Regions from separate parts of the Mus musculus genome. Here region 2 is linked to region 1. A link is a contact called in public promoter capture Hi-C data. All regions are on one chromosome and are shown on one strand. Each heading gives the region's core, a stretch centred on a gene start, on an enhancer-like site or on the middle of the called end of the contact. The rest is flanking DNA. Distances are from core to core; before and after follow the strand shown. Region 1 has its middle 35 kb from the start of C430002N11Rik. Region 2 holds the start of Rnf7 (ring finger protein 7).

Region 1 (3,980 bases), core at 904-3,403:
CAAACCACCACAGTAACTGTGATGGGTTGTATATGCTTGGCCCAGGGAGTGGCACTATTTGAAGGTGTGGCTTTGTTGGAGTAGGTGTGTGACTGTGGGCATGGGCTTTAAGACCTTACTCCTACCTGCCTGGAAGCCAGTGTTCTGCTAGCAGCCTTCAGATGAAAATGTAGAACTCTCAGCTCCTTCTGCACCATGCCTGCCCAGATGCTGCCATGTTCCCACCTTGATGAACCTCTGAACCTGTAATCCATCCCGAATTAAATGTTGTCCTTATAAGAGTTTCCTTGGTCATAGTGTCTGTTCACAGCAGTGAAACCCTAATTAAGACAGTAACTAAAGTCAAAATGCTACAATAGGAGTAACAAGAGTCTAAAGAAAGTCACATGCGCTCCTCCGTTGGCTCCTGGGTTATTGTCAGGGAAGTGGTATGCAGGGAAAAGGAAAGGCTGAAGCCTGGGGCCAGCTGGAGAGGGGGCATCCAGAAAGATCTCACCGGTTCTGAGCACGTCAGAAGACTGGGACTGAGACAGAACAGAGCAAATGATCTAAGGGCCCACATCTCAGTCTGACTGAGCCTAGTTGTTGGGGCTGCCAGGGCCCAGGCTCTGACCTGAGCAGCTTTTAACTGAGAGATTATAGGAGAAAAATAAAAAAGGAATCTTGGGGTTGGAGAGATGGCTCATCAGGTGAGAGCACTTGCTGCCCCTGCGGAGGACCTAGGTTTGGTTTCCAGCACCCATACAGTGGCTCACAACCATGTGTAACTACAAATCCAGATGGTTTGCTTCACTCTCTGGCTGCTACAGGCATGTGGATGCGTGTGGTACACAAACGTACAGTCAGATTCTCTCATACATGCACATACAACAACAACAACAACACTTTTTTTTTTGTAACCTAATGCATACTTACCGGCTTGCTCGTCACAGCTTGCTTAGCTTACTCTCTGATAGAACCCAGGATCACCATCCCAAGGATGGAACCATCTAAAATGAGCTGGGCCTTTCCCCCATCAATCACTAATTAAGAAATGTCCCTACAGCTGGGTCCTATGGGGGCATTTTCTCAATTGAGGTACCTGCTTTTTCAGATGACTCTAGCTTGTGTCAAGTTAACATAAAAACTAGCCAGCACATTAGTCCCCAGAAATCCGTGCCTACCTCATCCACACCTAATCCTTGTCTTGTGGAAGAATTCTACTAATGTTGATGTCAGGGTTCAGGAGGCACCCCTTGTTGGCATTTAGCTCTAATCTACTCTGACAGACACAGATGCGTCGACTGGAGCTGCTCCTTCCTATCTATCCACAGATGGCTCCACAGACCCTCGACAGCAAGGAAACAGCCAACTCTCCTAAGACTGGACCAATAGTCCATACCCATACTCCTGTTTCCTAGAGACATGTCGCCCCAAAGTCAGTAGGAAATAGCTAAAGATCACTACGATCCTATTCCTGTTCCACCATTGCCTATTTCTATTTTTTCCTTAATTAAACCAAAATGGGGGAATGTTGGCATTTAGTATAGGCTCTGCCCCATGGTTGCCTGGCAACAGTCAGGTGTGCCTGACTCACTATAAAGGGGGTTGCTTGCCCCCTCCTCACCTTCTTACTCTCCTGTCCCTCTCCACCCTCTCCCCTCTCTCTTCCCGTGCTCATAACTGGACTCTATTCCTCTTCTCTCTCTCTCTCTCTCTCTCTCTCTCTCTCTCTCTCTCTCTCTCTCTCTCTGCCTTTCTCTGACACTAGCCTTTTTCTCAGCTCCCCTCCCCCATACCCTGAATAAACTCTGTTCTATACTATAGAGTGGCATGGTTCCACTGAGGCACCCCCTTCCCCCACGCCTGACTGCACTTCCACCAAACATATTCCTTCTCTCTTTATTTTTTATAAAACACACCACCACAAAAGGGCTTTCATGGTCTTGAACAAGAGCTTGAGCAGAGACACACAATGTAGCAGCAGAGGTTTAAGATACACCTCCATGGGAGGAGGCAGGTCTGACCAAAGGAGAATTCAGTCGTTCACTGCTGCACAAGAAAGGGGTTCTTATGTTAAAATATGGGCTTTTGGGGTCATTGGCACAACACGAGATTTTCAGTGTATGCATTTGATGCCATCTAGAGGTGAGGAACGGATTGATTTTCTTTGCAAATTAGTGACTAACAGGTGGCAGGGGTTGTGGGTGAGGGTGGGGTTGGGAGTGTTGCTGGAATGTCTTGAGGAAGCCACCATATGATAGCCATGAGATTTGTGTCCCCTCTCGGGAGTCTTGGTCTCTTTATTAGAAGAAGTTAGGAATGGCCCTGAGAAGGCTGGGCTGGTTCCATGACAGACTTCAAAGTGACAGTTAAGGAGACAAGGCCTAAGAACTGGGCAAGTTCAGGCAAGCCCAGGCAAGTCAATTACTAATAGAAAAACCCCAGGCTCCAGCCTTCACGCCCCATAATGGTTCTGGAATGCCTAGAGTTAAAGAGAAAGCTCACCTACCCCAGAATTCCTCAGCAAATGCCTAGAGATATTGTTAGCATCCTGTCTAAGCTCCACCCCACAGTTACCTGGCAACAGCCAGGTAGGTCTGACCCACTATAAGAGGGGCTGCTTGCCTCTCTCTCTCTCTCTCTCTCTCTCTCTCTCTCTCTCTCTCTCTCTCTCTCTCTTTCTCTCTCTCTCTCCTCTCTCTCTATCTCTCTATCTCTCTCTTGTTCTCTTCCCTTCTTGCTCCCTCTAGGTCCCCTCACCCTTTTCCCCTTCTCTTCACCATTCCCTTCCCCCTCTCTCCATGTGCTCATGACTGGCTTCTCTTCTTTCTCTCTTCTCTCTTCTCTCTTCTCTCTCTCTCTCTCTCTCTCTCTCTCTCTCTCTCTCTCTCTCTGCCTCTACTACCCTCTTAACTCCCCTCCTCATACTCTGAATAAACTCTATTCTATACTATACTGTCATGTGGCTGGTCCCTCATGGGGAAGGGATGCCTGCTGAGATGTCCCCCTCCCCCATACCTCACCACACCCCCACAGAGCATACCCCTTCTCTCTTTATCTTCTTATAAACACATCAGATATAGCAAGATAAAGCTCATTTGTCCTGGAATTTCAGTGTGCTTTAAATCGAGCCTGGGAGCTCACTTGGTTGTCTGTCTGGTAATGGGAGACCCCAGCATGCTGGACTTCCGCAGAATAAAACACTCTTTGCGTTTACATACTATTTGAGTCCCGGAAAGGGAAGCTTGAGGGTAATTTATTAGAGTTTGAAAAGAAAAAGTCCCAGGCAGGCAGGCATAACTCTGGCAGCTGCCTATCTGGAGAAAAATGAAGACAATGGGGTAAGAAGTTACGCCAGCGTGGCAGTCAACTCAGGCAGGCAGTCCCACGGTGGAAGCCAGCGTGGGGGTCAGTCACAGGCAAGTAGGCAATCACATGGCCGGGAAGGGAGTTATAGAGAAAGAATAGGGGTGTCCAAAGTACCAGGGAGTGTAAAAGGCTCTGGGTAGCATCCCAAAGAAAAAGAGAGAAGAAAGGAAAAGTTATGATCTCTGAATGAGGACTCAGATTGGTAGAGTGAGCCAGGCAAACCTTAAGGTGGATGATAGGGAATGTGCTAGGGGGCAGGAACCCTGGGAAGGGAAAGTACTGTGTGAAGGTGAACCCATCCTCTTAGGGATAGTCTCTTAGCCAGGTCCTCAGCCTGCCCTACAGAGGTAACTCTTTTGTTTATTTTTAATATTTACAGTTTTAACATAACATTTTCATTGACTCTTTAGGAATTTCACATCATGAACTCCACTACACTCACTGCCCAGTCCTTTCATGGTCTGCTCCCTGCAGGCTTAGATTTTTTTTTTAAATCTACTTTAATTAGGGTCCTTAAATACTTCCACCTCCCTTCTAGCCCACCGACCAGAGGTAGCAGAAGATGGTTAATAGGATAAGGGAGATGTAGACCTGTTTAGAAGTAGTTCTTTGGGGGAAGTTTTAACCTT
Region 2 (4,197 bases), core at 1,364-3,863, 320 kb before region 1:
GAAGGTCCGGAGTTCAAATCCCAGCAACCACATGGTGGCTCACAACCATCTGTAACAAGATCTGATGCCCTCTTCTGGAGTGTCTGAAGACAGCTACAATGTACTTACATATAATAAATAAATAAATCTTAAAAAAAAAAAAAAACTATAAAAAAAAAAAGAAGGCAAATAAATAACTTTAAGATTATGAAAAGTCAGGGCCTGAGAGATGGCTCAGTGTAAGAACTCTCAAACAGGATGTCAAGTTTAGTCCCAGTGCCCGGCCCAGGGAGCTCACAACTGCCATAACCCCAGCTCCAGAGGGATCCACGGGCTCTTAAACACATATGTCCATACCCTCCATACATGTGCATTCATTAAACTAAAATTTAACAATGTTAGGGGTGGGGTAGGTTGAGACAGGCTCTCTACATAAACCTGGATGGCCGTCTTAGAGATCATTAAGTAGACCAAGTTGGCCTTGAAATCAGAGATCCATCTTCTGCCTCCCAAGTGCGGGATTAAAAGGTGTGTGCCACCACGCCCAGAATAAACAAACAAACAAACTTAACTATATATATTTAAAAGCCAATCTCAGCCGGGTGTGGTGGTGTACGCCTTTAATCCCAGTGCCTGGGAGGCAGAGGCAGGTGGATTTCTGAGTTCGAGGCCAGCCTGGTCTACACAGAGAAACCCTGTCTCGAAAAACAAACAAACAAAAAGCCAATCTCTGGCCAGATAGACTGCTCAAAAATTAAAGTGCTTGCATGAGTTTAAGCCTTGGGACCCACATGGCAGGAGAAAAGAAGCAACTCCCAATACTCTTCTTCTATGTCACACTCACACTCACACACACACACACACACACACACACACACACACACACACACACACACAGAGTTCTTCTATGTGTCCGCCCCCACCACAACTCTAAGTAAATTTTGTTGTTTTTAAAGACAGGGTTTCTTGTGTAGTACTGGCTATCCTGGAATTTGCTGTTAGATCAGGTTGTCATGGAACTCAAGAGACCCACCTGCCTATGGCTCCCAAGTGCTGGGATTAAAGAATGCACCATTAACAACAGGGTAATAAAATAATGATGATGATGATTTAAAAAAAAAAAGCGGGCGTGGTGGTGGACCCCTTTAATTTCAGCACTCGGGAGGCAGAGGCAGGTGGATTTCTGAGTTGGAGGCCAGCCTGGTCTACAAAGTGAGTTCCAGGACAGCCAGGGCTACACAGAGAAACCCTGTCTCGAAAAAACCAAAACAAACAAAAAAGATTTATTCATTATTTGTTTTTAAGATGGGGTCCCACTACTTAGCCTTGGTTGTGTAGACCAGGCTGGCCTAAGGCGCACAGAGATCTGTTTATCTTTGCTTCTCGAGTACTAAGTTTAAAGATATCACCACACCTGGCCAGAATAAAATTTCTAAGCAAAGCTTGTGCTGCCTCTGCCCCCATGCCTCAGCCTCCCGAGTGCTGGCATTTCAGACATTCGCAACCACACTCAACCCTAAAATGGAAATCACTGCCCAGCTCCTAAGCAAGGATGAGGGGTGGAACAGCTGGATTTTAGTGTTTTAGTCAAATCAGATTCTACATAGAAACTAGTGTCTGGGTCTACAATTAAATGTAAAAAGTAAAGTTTGGGAGCCCTGATGAAGCAAGTCCAAAGACAAAGAATAGACTGTGGAATCTCTTGATGCTACGTTTAAAGTCTCAAAGCCAAGAAACGCGCACATTTTCAAACTGCAGAAATCTATTTCAACTACTCCCCAGTCGCCCTGTAAAGCAACCTCACAGTAATCTAAAATTTTATGTTTATGCTACCTGCATCTGGGTTTGCATACCAAATGTGCCTAATGCCCTCAAGGGCCATAATGGGGTGCTGGAGTTATTGGAACAGGAGTTAGAGGGTGGTGAGTTGCCATGTGGGTGTGGAAAATCGAACCCGGGTTCTCTGTTAAGAACAAGCTTGTGCTCTTAACTGTGGAAACATCTCTCCGGTCACTGAGCCTCATTTCGGTTATGAGACAGAATCCGTATAGTGGCGCAGGCTCGCAATTTCCAGTTTTTGGGAGGTGCGCCCTCCTGGGTTCTAAGCCAACCTCGGCTAAATGGGCAAGCTCTAATCCTGAGGAACGTGAGAGCATCTCAAAGACGAACATCCCAACCCTCAGATCTACGCGAGGGATCCGCTGGGAGATTTGCTGGCCGCAGGGCCGGAGGTTCCCCTCGGGTATCCCGGTCACGCCCCCTCCCCCCCGCCCCCATAGGAACCATCCCGTGTCTGGCGGCCCGGCCCGGCCCAGCACTCGCCGGCTCGGCCCAGCTCGCGGTCCCGGCTTCGCCTGCATCGCTTACCCATCACCTGGACCCTGCAGATGGCACAGGTATCGCACTCAACGTCCCAGCTCCACATGGCTACCGCGTTCCACTTCTTGAGAGAGAACATCTTGTCGCCTCCCGACTTGGAGCCTGCGCTCCCGGAGTGCGAAGAAAGGACGCAGGGTTCCTCGCCGTCCTCCACGTCGGCCATGGCGGCGGCGCAGAACGGCGACGCGGACGTTGGGCGCGGAGGCGGGAGGTACGGTGGCTCAGCGGGGCCACAACACACGCCACGGAGCCTCCCGCAGGCACGGGCGGGCGGGCGGAGCCAGACGGCGATGATTGGATGGCGCGCGCCAGTGACGTCACGAGGGGCTGGGCAAGGCCTGTACAGAGAACCCCAGCGCTTGCTAAAGTGGCCAAAGGCCAGTTGCTGTAGGGCAGGCCCGGGTCAGTAAGCGAGCATTGTCTGGAGTTACATTGTATTAAACTCGGGGGAGTCTCAGAAATCACATCGTCCCTGTCTTCATTTGTCTCCTTTCTCCCAAATGTAAAACTATCAAGAGTAGGGACAGAATTCTCATCACTGTAACCTCCGTATCTTACAAAATGGTTGGCCTTGAATTCAGATTCATTTATTTATTTATTTATTTATTTATTTATTTATTTATTTATTTATTTATTTTTGGTTTTTCGGCAGCCGGGCGTGGTAGCTCACACCTTTAATCCCAGCACTCGGGAGGCAGAGGCAGGCGGATTTCTGAGTTCAAGGCCAGCCTGGTTACAAAGTGCGTTCCAGGACAGCCAGGGCTATACAGAGAAACCCTGTCTCGCAACAAGCAAGCAAGCAAGCAAGCAAGCAAACAAACAAAATATATGTTTTTTTAAACTTTATTTTATGTGCATTGCTGTGAGGTGTCAGATTCCTTGGAAAGGACCTGGAGTTACAGACAGTTGTGATCTGCCATGGAGGTGCTGAGGATTGAACCCCGGTCGTTTGGAAGAACAGACCATGGTTTTAACCACTGAGTCATCCCTCCAGACACTACATTTGTTTGTTTGTTTGTTTGTTTGTTATTGTTCTCAGGTGACAGAGAATAGGTAAGCAGAAGGGCAAGAACGCAATGCTTAAGCAAATGTGTGCTGGGGAGAAAGCAGAGTGAGCCAGCCAGGGAAGGGCCAGGCAGTGGGCCCCTGGGACTGTGGTTAGGTCCCTCCCACCAGGCTTTGTCTCAGATCACTTGGCCAGCATTGAAGGAAAGCTTGGATGAAAAAGCAAAACAAATGTTCCTGCCTCGTGCTCAGCTCACGTCCACCGCCATCCTTCAGGCTACTCTTACCAACGGGGGTGGTGGTGTCCATCCTTACCGGTTAAGCCAATTAGAAGTATATGGGGCAGTGGCCGTGCACACCTTACTCTGAGCACTTGGGAGACAGCAGCAGGTGGATCCTTGTGAGTTATAAGGCCAGCCTGGTCTACAAATCAAGTTTCGGGCAACCAAGGCTACACAGAGAAGCCTTGTCTCGAAAAACAAAAACAAACAAAAAAGTACGAGTCCTTTATTCGTGCAGGACCAAATTCCGGCGCATGCCTCAGAGTCTCTTGGTGTCGCAGCTCAGGGATACGGTGTTTCTAAAGGCAAACCCCACAAAGACCACAACTCACATGAAAGTCAGATGACAGAACAATCTTGAAACGTTCATTTCTGACAGAACATGGTGATTTTTTTTTCCAGACGTAACATGAAAGTTACTTTTGACTTGTGCCTTCTTCAGTTATTTTAGTTTACATTAATTATTTTGGTTTATACATCGGGACCATGGTCCAGGCCACAGAAGTCCCAAATGTGCTGGGAGGGTAGATGTGGGCATGGAGGTGGGTGAGGA

What was found. Promoter capture Hi-C pulls out the DNA fragments that hold promoters and counts their contacts.
Region 2: a contact with region 1 is called in a promoter capture Hi-C map of the HPC-7 cell line. The contact joins the promoter of Rnf7 here to the enhancer-like site in region 1. A contact is called at or near these places in 3 of 39 promoter capture datasets (the HPC-7 cell line, cranial neural crest and hippocampal neurons), 1 of 484 Hi-C or Micro-C datasets (Th1 cells) and 4 of 115 datasets of contacts at active chromatin or transcription factors (T-cell acute lymphoblastic leukemia, embryonic stem cells, epiblast stem cells and 1 more).

The regions. Positions count from the first base shown.
Region 1 is chr9:96,798,183-96,802,162 of GRCm38.p6, forward strand. No RefSeq gene overlaps it. Among named protein-coding and RNA genes, the nearest start is that of C430002N11Rik, 35 kb to the left of the region's middle. Within about 2 kb of position 2,154, at least 61 of the 459 cell types and tissues checked have an H3K27ac peak or open chromatin away from gene starts, as enhancers often do. A contact at or near this core is called in the HPC-7 cell line, T-cell acute lymphoblastic leukemia, embryonic stem cells and 1 more, where this site is marked.
Region 2 is chr9:96,476,062-96,480,258 of GRCm38.p6, forward strand. It overlaps Rnf7 (ring finger protein 7), which reads right to left and starts at 2,614. Exons shown (of 3, transcript NM_011279.3): 1 at 2,347-2,614. The coding sequence starts at 2,521.